Linked DNA regions of Sus scrofa: region 1 is linked to region 2. Evidence: chromatin contacts called from public HiChIP or PLAC-seq data. All regions are on one chromosome and are shown on one strand. The core of a region is the stretch at or near the end of the contact, and the rest is flanking DNA. Distances in the headings are between cores, read along the strand shown.

The links. HiChIP or PLAC-seq counts read pairs in DNA pulled down with a chosen protein or histone mark.
Region 1: an H3K27ac HiChIP or PLAC-seq map of alveolar macrophages shows a contact between it and region 2. The contact joins two enhancer-like sites. A contact is called at or near these places in 1 of 47 Hi-C or Micro-C datasets (embryonic fibroblasts) and 1 of 2 datasets of contacts at active chromatin or transcription factors (alveolar macrophages).

The regions. Positions count from the first base shown.
Region 1 is chr9:66,561,363-66,567,121 of Sscrofa11.1, forward strand. SLC26A9 (solute carrier family 26 member 9) reads right to left here. Exons shown (of 21, transcript XM_021063285.1): 17 at 5,303-5,572; 18 at 4,221-4,275; 19 at 2,450-2,595; 20 at 156-227. Among named protein-coding and RNA genes, the nearest start is that of PM20D1, 14 kb to the left of the region's middle. Within about 2 kb of position 2,714, at least 11 of the 83 cell types and tissues checked have an H3K27ac peak or open chromatin away from gene starts, as enhancers often do. A contact at or near this core is called in alveolar macrophages, where this site is marked.
Region 2 is chr9:66,343,734-66,349,600 of Sscrofa11.1, forward strand. It overlaps SLC45A3 (solute carrier family 45 member 3), which reads right to left. Exons shown (of 5, transcript XM_003357397.4): 3 at 5,545-5,867; 4 at 4,602-4,867; 5 at 1,009-2,786. The coding sequence ends at 2,349. Among named protein-coding and RNA genes, the nearest start is that of SLC45A3, 19 kb to the right of the region's middle. Within about 2 kb of position 4,153, at least 10 of the 83 cell types and tissues checked have an H3K27ac peak or open chromatin away from gene starts, as enhancers often do. A contact at or near this core is called in alveolar macrophages, where this site is marked.

The sequences.
Region 1 (5,759 bases), core at 1,464-3,963, 220 kb after region 2:
GCCTTTCCGGGAGTGAGAAGAATTAAGATCTGCTATTAAAAGAAAGATGAGAAAGAAACGTTGTTGCCTTCAAGGTGACTGCTCTGGCTTGGAGGTGGAGGAGTCCAGCCAACACTGTGGGTTTGAGAGGCTCTTCCTCCATCAGCTCAGCTTACCTGCTCCAAGTCCCAGTAGCTGGGGCCGTCCTCCTCTGAATCGTACAAAGAGAGCTCAGGGTCCACTGGAGCCTGGACGGGGGCGGGGAGGAAGGAAAGGGGAGCAGAATGAGTGCCAGTGCCTGAATGACAGCCTGGCTCCAAGGGCAGGCTCCAGGGGAGAGGGAGAGGGGGGACCACATGTTCTTTTTTTTTTTTTTTTTCTGTCTTTTTGTCATTTGTTGACTGCTCCCACAGCATATGGAGGTTCTCAGGCCAGGGGTCTAACTGGAGCTGTAGCCGCCAGCCTACACCAGAGCCACAGCAACTTGGGATCCGAGCCGCATCTTCAACCTACACCACAGCTCATGGCAACGCCGGATCCTTAACCCACTGAGCAAGGCCAAGGATCGAACCCGCAACCTCATGGTTCCTTGTCGGATTCACTAACCACTGGGCCACGACGGAAACTCCGGGGGACCACAGGTTCTGACACAACTCACCCTCTTGCCCCTTCCCTCGCCTCCCTCATTTGCCTCTCAAAATACAGCCCAGCTGTGCTCTTCTTCCTCACAGCAGACAGGTGTGCATCGGGGGCGGCCTCTGCAGTGGGGCTCTCAGAGGCAGGGAGGGTTACCTAGCTTATGGGGAGGACTGGCTAGCTGCCTGACCTGGGGGTCTGTTTCCCCGCCCTGGAAGTCTGTTTCCTCATCTGTAAGAGGGTACTCGAACTCACTTTGCTGGTTCTCCTTCACTGCACTGTTGAAAAGGGTGTGTGTGTGTGTGTGTGTGTAATTCGTATATGTGTATATATTCTGTAACATGTAAATGTACAATGGGTATAATATAAATTTTTAAGAATATCTACACCGTAGCGGAGTTCCCATCGTGGCTCAGGTGTTAACGAACCCAACTAAGATCTATGAGGATGGGGGTTCAATCCCGGCCTTGCTCAGTGGGTTAAGGATCCGGCATTGCTGTGGCTCTGGCGTAGATTGGCGGCAACAGCTCCAATTAGACCCCTAGCCTGAGAGCCTCCATATGCCACAAGTGTGGCCCTAAAAAGCAAAAAAAAAAAAAAAAAAATCTACACTGTAGTAACTGGACATTATTTGTGCAATAACGGATGCTGAGGATTCTTCCAGAATCTCCCTCTTTGCTCTGGCGACGAGGTGCATGTGGCCAGAAAGGCCTTTGCTCTCACACAGTTTCTCTCTGTGTGCCATGGGCTGGCGCCAGGCCCCGTGTTTCCTTGGGCAGGCTTTCAGCACTTAGAACAGATGGCTTCACCTTTATCAGTCTCTTAAAGCAAAGAGCAAGTGGTTGCCCTGGGGCCAGAAAAGACTTTCTGAGGACCCACAGAGGGCAGAAGAGTTTTTTTGTTTTTTCGTTATTGTTTTTTGTTATTTTATTTTTTTATCATGGGCACAGCACAGAGTCTTGGGAGGTCAAGGGCAGCATGAGCTGGGAGGGCAATCTTGGAGGTGGGGTTGGCTGGGGAGGCCTGGGCAAGGACTCCAGCAGGATGGGATTTTTCTACCTCCCGGGCTTTCTGGAGTGTTATTTGTAGACAGTGTTATTTGTAGCTCATTTGCATACCGCTTACTGAGCTAGGAAATTAAATGTCAAGAAGCTGAGACAAAACCCTGAGCCATACTCTTCATCCATCACCAGTCTGAAATCTCTAAGCTCTGCTAAATTAAAACGGGCAGGCTTACTCCCCTCCCTTCTCCAAGGCTTCTTCTAGAAAGAGGGAAGGAGCAGGAGAGGGTCGGCTGTGCCAGAATTCTGGGCATAACCTACTACGCTTTGGGTGTTTGTGTGATCTGGAAATTAATGTTGGTAAAGAATTTTATAATACAAAACTCTTGAAAGGGACATAAAAAATATGATCAGATGATCCTAAAGTCAAAATAAAAGAAAAATCCTGTGAGTTAGGTAATATTACCTTGGGGTAGCCATTCCACAGATAAGAAAACAGCTTCAGAAACATTTATCTTTTCGCTTTTTTGGTCTGCACCTTTGGCATTTGGAAGCTCCCAGGTCCAATCAGAGGTGCTGCTGCCAGCCTATGCCACAGCCCCAGCAAGGCAGGATCTGAGCTGTGTCTGCGACATACACCACAGCTCATAGCAACACCGGATCCTTCACCCACTGAGCAAGGCCGGGGATCAAACCCGCATCCTCATGGATCGTAGTTGAGGATTGACGGGAACTCCCAGAAAAGTTAAACGACAGAATTGGTGTTGGAACCCAAACCGTCCTGCTATTTCAGTGCCCTGGGGCCCAGGGTTCTCTAAGCACAGACATCTTACCCCTCGGAAAGCATGTCCTGGGGCCACTTCCTGGGCCTTTGCCTGGGCAAAGAGGACAGCATCGTGTATGCTGGGAAAGACGTGATCGCGCTCTAGACACCCATCTTCAAAGACGCCTCCGTGGCTAATGTCATTGTACACCTGGGCTGGAAAGAGGGAAAGAGCACCTTCAAAAGGTAACCCCGTTGTGGACTGGAGCTGGGGGCAGGGGAAGATGGTGAGAGGGAAGGGGAGAGCAGGCTTTGCAGTATCAGTTCTGGACAGCAGGGGGCAACTCGAGCTCGAGGATGCTGAACATTCAACCCAGGGCAGAAGGAAGCAATTGGATTCAGGGAGTTGGTAGTTTGCGGTGATTCCAGAGGGAAAGGCTAAACGATCTGGGGGGTGGTGTCCAGTGAGGGGTGGGGGGGAGAGCCTCTGCTCTAACTCCAGAGCACACACAGAGCAGGTCACTGCCGGTACAGACGCTCACCCTGAGCGGAGCTGCAGCTGCCTAGGCCTGCTGGCAGTCGCTGACCTCAGAGGGAATCAGGGTGTGTGTGGGCCCCTTCCCATTCCCTTGTGTGTCTGTGTGCACCTGCTGTGTGTCCACATCCCTGCACTCTGTATACATGCTAACAAGGCGAAGGTCCACTGCCACTTGGCATGTCCTTGAGGCTGTGTATGTGTGCCCCTTGGAGGCTGTGTGCCTATAAAATTGTGTGTCTGAATCTTCCCCAGATAGTTATGGTATATCTAACTATACTGTAGAGAAGATACCCAAATTCATCTGGTCCACCCCCTCATTTTATGAAGGTGGCAACTGATCCCTAGATAGATGAAGTGACCTGACCAAGGAGATATGTGGCAAGTTACTGGTGGGGCAAATTAGAATCCTAGTTGCCATACCCGTGACATGTGGAAATTCCCAGGCCAGGGATGGAAGCTATACCACAGCAGTGACAACACTGGATCCTTAACCCACTGAGCCACCAGGGAACTCCCCTAGCTGTCCTTTTTTTTTTTTTTTGTCTTTTTGTCTTTTTGCCTTTTCTAGGGCTGCTCCTACGGCATATGGAGGTTCCCAGGCTAGGGGGCGAATCAGAGCTGTAGCCGCCAGCCTACACCACAGCCACAACAACGCCAGATCTGAGCCGCGTCTGCAACCTACACCACAGCTCATGGCAACGCTGGATCCTTAACACACTAAGCAAGGCCAGGGATCGAACCTGCAAGCTCATGGTTCCTAGTCGGATTCGTTAACCACTGAGCCATGACGGGAACTCCCTTTCTTTCTTTTTTTTTGATATTTTTTGTCTTTTTAGGGCCACACTCATGGCATATGGAGGTTCCCAGGCTAGGGGTCCAATCGGAGCTGAAGCCACTGGTCTATGCCACAGCCATAGCCACATCAACTCCAGATCCAAGCTGCATCTGCCACCTACATGCAGCTCATGACAGATCCTTAATCCACTGAGCAAAGCCAGAGATCGAACCCATGTCTTCATGGATGCTAGTCGAGTTTGCTAACCACTGAGCCACCACGGGAGCGCCATCATTGTCCTTAACTCCACAATCCCCACTCTGTTTTTGAGACCCCTAGGATGTTTATATACTCTAGCTGTGGTCCCTTCTGACTCGTGCCTGAAGCTCTTACAAGCAGGCAGTAGTTTGGGAGAACGTTTGGGTGTTCTCATTTCCACCCCCCTGGCTATTCAGCATCCCCCCCCACCTGTTCCTACCCTACTCCCTCACCAGCCTCCTGGTCTCCTAACCATCCGCCTTCTCTTACCATGAATGTTCACCAAGAAGACCTGCACACCAATCTTCCTGTAAGTGGAGCTCAGCTGGGGGGTGGGGAGGGGGGTGGGGTAGGGAGACAAAAGGAAAAGAATGTTCTGAGTGGATCTCAAAAGTAATTCACAAAATGCACTTCAGAGGGGAAGCCAAACAAATAAGCAGCCCTGAGAGCCCTGGCAGCCAAAGATAAAAATAGCAGCAAAGCACACCACTTCTCCCTGGAGTGTTGGCGGATTGCTCCTCTGGAAAGCGGGGAGGACATGGGGCTTTGCCAACCAGGCAGCCACTTAAAGTCCCCGAGGCCCCTTCGTATGGGGCCAGATCTTTTCTTTCTGTAGCTGAGAGTCCCAGACTCCATCTCTCCCGTGAATGTGTGGCTTCAGGCAGATCATGCAGAGGAAGACTGAGGCCCGGAGAGGCCAGGGCTTTCCCTGAATGGACCCCAGGTCCAGGCTAGGGAAGCCAGCTGAGCCCACAGCTGGGGATGGAGCCTCTGTGCACCTGGCTGATGATGACAACATCAGCCTGTGTGCCCTCTGGACCGGCTGGTTTCCCTGAGCTGCCTCTCTATGGCCCAGCTCTGAGGTTTGCTGACTCCTTGCCATTGGAAATGGCTGCTGAGAAGACATCAGATGGATACATTTACTCAAGGTGTTCAGTGAGCTGCCTGTTTGGCGTAAGGATGTGGGGCACTGATGTTATTTCTTCTCCTTTCCTCGGTTGGCCAGAACCAGCGGATGCTAGTGTCTGGGTGAATGTAGGAAGGAGCAACAGATCATGCATCAGGACCCAGTTGAACTCTCCCCAGGGGTGGGTTCCTGGCAGCCCGAGAGGGAACTTGGGTGCTAGGACAGGTGACCCAGCAGAGCCTGGCTCTGGTACTCCTTCCCAGGCACTCATCGTCTTGGACTGCCTGGGCCTGCTCTGCAGTGGCATCTGGGGAAAAGGATCCTAGGAGCTGGTAGCCTCCTCGCTGAGCTTCCTGGCTCGGCTGGTGGAAATGAGGGCTGGTGGAAGAGCAGGGAGGACCGTGTGGGGGAGAAGAGCTGGCATCCCTCTGCCCGAGGGCCTCACCTTGGCCAGAGCTTTGATTCCCATCAGGTCCACAAAGCTGATGCCACTCATGTCCAGGATGAGGGTGTGGAAAGTGACAAAGGGTGGGACGCTGGCCAGCATGTCCCTGGGCTCAGCGGAGGCCAGGGGCTCACAAGGGACAGCTGTGGAGCTGTCAGGGCTGAGGGTGATGTAGGACACGCTGGCGCCATTGGCAGGCGTCTGGTTGTTGTTGGGGTCGGTCGGGGAGGCATTCTCAAAGTCCTGCTGCAGCTCCTGCAGGGAGACAGTCTGGAGGGTGGGAGAGGGAGGGCAGAGTCAGGAATCATCAAACTCCATCACAGCAGCAAGGAACGTGCAAGTGGAGGTGAGTAACTCAATCTGATGGTCGTGAATACAAGCCACGAAGAGCCCACAGACCTGGTGTCTCCCCACACCCCTTCTTTAGGCAGGGCCTGCATGTCTGATCTCCCACAAC
Region 2 (5,867 bases), core at 2,903-5,402:
CAGTCGGATTCGTTAACCACTGCGCCACGACGGGAACTCCCCAAATTGTTTTAAAATCCTATTTCTTAGATACAATTTCATTTCACCTGCAAATACTTTCTGAGTGTATCTAACATACACTTTAAAAATACCCCAGAGAAAAGGGTGGGAGAGGGAGTTTGAAATAAACATTGCAGAATGTTAATCACTGTCGATGTTGGGTTAATTATACTAGGCTCATTTCTCATATATGTTGAAAACTTCTATAATAGAAAATTAAATAAAACGTAGAACATTTGAAGTTCCATCGTGGCTCAGCAGTAACGAACCCGACTAGTATCCATGAGGATGCAGGTTCCATCCATGTGCTCGCTCAATGGGTTAAGGATCCGGTGTTGCTGTGAGCTGTGGTGTAGGCCAGCAGCTGCAGCTCCAATTGGACCCCTAGCTGGAAACTTCCATATGCCACAGATGCAGCCTTAAAAAGCAAAAAAACAAACAAACAAAAAGGAACATTTAAAAAAATAAAGCTAGTTCTTGCACAGGGTGTTAACCATACTGACCACCTAAATTTAAGGGACAGGAAAGTCATTCACACTTGAAGGGGTAGAAGAGGTGGCAAGGCCGAGAACACTGAACTTGACCTGAGCCTGGCAGGAAGGAATGGGAAAGGGTGAGCACCAAGGCACAGTGGTGTCAGACCCTCCCCCAGGGGCTTCCTACTGCTGTAACTGGTCATGGGTGCTAGCTCCATCTCCTTGGCCACACTGTGAGCCCTTTGAGAAGGAAAATTCCCTTGCTCCTTTGTATCCTTACTCTTCCCACCCTCTCCCTCACCCTGTAAAGGGACACCCCAATTCTGGGGTGGCACAGCCACACCCAGTGCCAAAGGACTCGAGAATGTTGGCCTATGGCTCCATCTGCTGGTGGTGCTGGGAACTGAAGCTGCCAAACAGATCCCAGAAGGAAATTTAGGGTGATTTTAGAGAGAATAATAAATTTTCCCTTCAGAAAAGAGACAAAGACCAGTTAAACATATAAGAAGACTTTAATTTCATCACCATAAACATTATACTCTGATTGCTCACATACAGTATAAAATATTTACTCCACTAAATAAATAAGACATAACATTATTGCAAACGGCACTTAAAACCCCCCCAGAGATAAGACCTCCTTGGGGGGGGCGGGGGTGTGCTCCTGAGTGTCTGTGCTAGATTCCCCAAGTACAGATATGCCCTGGGGGCTGAGACGGAGAAAGGCTCAAGGAGCCACACTGTGCTTCTGGTCAGAACAGCCCCAAGGAGAGGGGCTGTGGTTGCCAGTGGGGAAAGGTGGGGGCTGGGCAGCTCCTTCATCAGCCCAGTCCTAGAGGGAGCAGAGGGGAGTTGAGGGGCGGCTCGGCCAAGAGAGGGGGAGAGGCTAGGAAGGCTGCTGAGACCTGGAACCCCACCAGCCACTTTTCCCCAGCCCTCCCCACCTTGGGTAACAGGATTTGGGATATGAGTTAGGCTGAGCAGAGCTTCCAAGCTCAGGATTAGGCAACGCGGGGGTTGGACCAATCACTCCAGGAGAAGGAGATGCTGGCCCAGTCACCAACCATCTCAGGGGACCTAGTCGTTAGGGATCTCATCCTACCCAACTCCTAGACACCAGCAGAGCTGGAAACTGATTCCCCTTCTACTTAAATAAATAAGTTAAATATTTAAAGACTTATGTCCCTATGATGGCAACACAGGGGCCAACAAGCCACATCCTAATAAAATTAGGGAACAGCAGAAAGGCTGTAACCCTGTGGAGCCAGGCAGCTTCCCTTCTCCCCTTAGGACTATGCCCCTCAGTGATTTTCATACATCAAATCCTATAGAGGAGAGTTCCATATTAGAAACTGCCATGCAAGAGCAACATTGGGGGAACCTATAGGATAAGGGGCCTTGGTGGCAGGAGACCAGGTGGTTGAGTTTACTCAGCTCCCCATGTCCCTTCTCTGGGTATGTCTCGGCCAGGGCACTAGCTGTTAACCCTGAGCCTGGGTTATCCCCTAGCAGAGGCCTGCATTACAGTGCACGGAGCTAATGGAATGCCCTGCCCTGCTCTCCTTGTAGAAGTCCAGACTAAAGCTTTTTGGAGAACTACCAGTCAACCAGCCCTAAAGACTGGGGAGAAGTGGGAGGGAAGGAGCCCCAGTCCCCCATCTGTGCAGCTATGCACCTCACTGCCACAGGGAGGCAGCAGAGAGCCACGCCACTTTGGCAGCAATAGAAACGGGAAGGCCAGCCCCCAGCCCAATGGCTGGGCTCACAGGAGACTGGGATAGCGGGAGCTGGGACCCAGGGAGGCCCGCCCTCTCTCAGCGGGTTAGAGGTACCCTACACTGAGTATTTGGCCAGGTCACTCTTGTCAAATACTACCTGCGTGACAAAGTAAATGGCAACCAGACCCAGGCCTGCGGCCGACACCATATAGGCAGTGACAGACTCACTGAGCTGAACAATGGAGCCCATAAACAGGGACGGGGCCACCTGGGACAGCAGGAAGGCACTGTCCAGGATGGCAAGGTCCAGGCAGATGCCCCGGCCCGGAACAACCCTGGCCTCTGGTGGCTCACCCACCACCGCACGCATGGAGACATCACAGGCAGAGGTCCCACAGAGTGTGGGTGGGGATGCGAGCAGACTGCTGCCTCCAGCACCGATGTGTCCGTTGGGGAAGGGGGATGCGGCCTTAGGGCCTGGCGGGAAGCTGGTCATCAGGCTGTCCTCACTGGCGCCAGCTCCATCGTCTCCTCGGTATTTAGGCAGGAAAACCTGGGGGAAGGGGGGACACCCAAGGACAGGTATGTACCCAAGCATACCCCAGCTATGAGAACAGACTCTGCCTTTATTCCAGGGGCTAGCAGAAACCAGGCAGCAGGCCAGAAGACAGCAGACCCTGCTTGGTCTGGGTCTAGTAAGGACCCTCCCCATGAGTGGGACACAGAGAGGGGGCTGGGAAACCAGAAGTCTGGGTCTCCTCTGGCTGCTCCTAGAATCGGTGAGTGGCAGACAAACTCAGTACTGAGGTTAGGAAGAGAACAGAAGCCCAGGTAAAGGAAAAGACACAGGAAGAATGAACACAGGCAAGAAGAGACACACATGTAAGAGCAGAGGAACAGGATCGAAAGGTGGGGCCCCCGAGGCCCCAAGTCCCTGCAGGAGCTCCTCACCTTCCTCCTGCCTGCCCTCATCAACCTCCACAGAGAGATGCTCCCCTCCCGCTGCGGGGCGCGGGGCCCAGGCTGTAGCTGCTGCCCTACTGTGAGGTCTGTGGCCCCAGCCTGGTGCAGGGAGGGTCCTCAGACCGGCCTGGAAGAAGCAAGGAGCAGAGGAATGGCCCGGCTGTGCTAATGCTGAAGGCTTCTTGCTGCTTCTCGCTGTCTGCCTTGGATCAGCATGACCTGCCCCTGCCCTGCCCACAGTGCCCCAGAGCCTCCCGTCTAAGGACAAGGTCAGAACTCACAGGACCACCATCCCCGGGCCCACTAGTGCTAACGAAGAGCTCCCAGAGTTGGCTGCATCAGAGCTGGGAGCGACAGCAGAGCTCAAACCTGACACCAGGGAAGCCCAAGGCTCGTGGTGCTGCTGGAAGGGGACAAAGCGGGTACAGCCAGGGTGTGGGGCCAACCCTGCCCTCAGCAGCTCTTTGGAACAGGCGTCCCAGGACCTCTCCTCCTGCCACCCCACACAACACCCCTCCACACCCACCCCTGCAGCTACCTAGTCAGTTATCCAGCCTTCCAGCTGGGTGTTTGCCACCCCACTCATGTCCTGCCAGGGGCAGAATGTGCCTTCCCTACGGTCTAGAAGCTCTACGAAGGTGGCATCACTTTTTCCTTGGGACACCCCAACTTCTTGCCCCCATGAGCAGAGCTCTGTTACCCAGGGCTGTAGCTCAGTGAGGCCAGTGGAGGGCAGCAAAGGTGACCGCACAACCTGGGTCAGAAGGCGTCCCACAGAAGGGGGCCCCTGGAGGGGCTGGAGAGGGTGGGGCAGGGCAGGAAGGAGGCCCCCACCTTACACAGTGCCCCAGCGAGCAGTGTCAGGTGCATCAGGCTCAGAGATCAGCCAATGAGGGCAGGGAAAGGGGACGAGGTAAAGGAGTGAGGCAGCAAAAGAAAAGAGAGAATTAGACAGAAAAGGAAGAGAAACTGAAAGACAGGGGTCAGCGAGGAGCCTTCCCCATCTCAGAGATGCAGGCAAGTTTGGTCAGTCACAAGGCCCCTCCCCGAATACAGAGAGGCGTGGTCAACACCAGACCATCCCTCACCAGGGGCTGCTGAAGCTGTGCCCCAGTGGTCATCTGATCCAAGCCCCCCGCCGCTGCAGAGAACCACCCAGTGCGGCCTGATTCTTCAGGATTCCTAGAGAAGGATTTTGCATTTCCTGCATCATCCACTCAAGGGCTTTATAGTCCTGACACCAGGAAGTCATTCCCAGAATCTAATCTGTACTCTTCTTCCGCAGCCCCAGTCTCAGCCCCCAGGGCTACAACAGGCTTCCTCCTCCATCAAAGAATATGCCTTCTGCAGCTTCTCCTGCCAGACGGGGGAAGCCTCCCTCCCACCTCCGCTCGGCTGCCAGTACCTGCTTCTCCCGGTGGTAGAGGGAGGCTAGCGTGTAGGGCAGGATCTGCAGGGCAGAGAAGGTGAACCCAGTGAGGGCGGCCGAAGCAGTCACCACAGCCACACTGCGGGACAGGCACGTGGCACCCGCAGCCACGGGGAAAGCCACCACGCTGGCCAGGTAGACAGCCCGGGTGCCGAAGCGCTGCACCAGCCGGTCCATGACCAGAGAGAAGAGCAGGGAGATGGCACACTGCAGGAACAGCCCCAGGCTGCCCATCCGGACCCCTGGGGAGGGAGGGGGAAAGGCGGTCAGACAAGGTGGGGGAGGCCCAATACAATCTTTGGGGTGGGGGTGGCTCAGAATTAGGAGCCACAGGCACCTGCTGTATTCCGGACCTGCTCCCCAGCCTCTCGCACCCTGCCCATAGGAACGGGAGTCCAGGTTCTTCCACTGACCTCAGGGGATGTGGCCAAAGCCACTGGCTAAGGGCAGAGGAAGATGTTCAAAGGGCTGACTGTGCTCAGCTTGCTGGGAGCCGGAGGGACACAAAGGCGGTTCTGCACAGGCTCCAAGACAGAGTTCCAGAATGCCTGAGCTGGAAGGGGCTGGCGATGGGGAAGTCAGCAGGAGAGCGGAGGGGACACTAAAGTTGGGGCCAGGTGGACCTGAGGCCCAGCCTGGGAACCTTAAAAAGCTCCACCTCTTCCTCTGTCAAGTGGGGGTGATGACAGGTCAAACTCTGAGCAGCCGGAGGCTCTGCCGAGACCACAGCAATGCCCGCACACACACACACGCAACCTGTACATGGGCCCATTTTCCTGATGGGGAAATCGGGGCCCAGATACACTGCTTCCAGCCCAGGCACTGGCCGTGGGCCTCTCCCTGCGCCTGAACATCCACTGAAGGGCAGCTCCCACAGAACCCCCTCCCCATGCCCGCCCCACCCCTACCCAGGCCTTACCTTCATCATAGTGTCTCCGGGCCTCAGTGCCCGGCTCAGCCCTGGGCACACCCTGGTACAGCCCCTCGCCCACGAAGTCCGTGTAAAACAGCGTGAAGGTCATGAATGCCATCCAACTGCACAGCTCGGCCACAAAGAGTCGGCGCAGGGTGCGAGGCATACGGCAGCAGAGCTGGTGCAGCCGGGGAAAGAGGGCGCCCAGGTTCCGGAAAGCCAGGCGGGCACGGCAGGGGCAGCAGTAGGACGGCATGGAGGGGACCGAGAGCCCTTCTGCGGGCTCGGCCGGGCCCAGCGCGGCCTCCTCGGCCACAAACAGCGTGGCT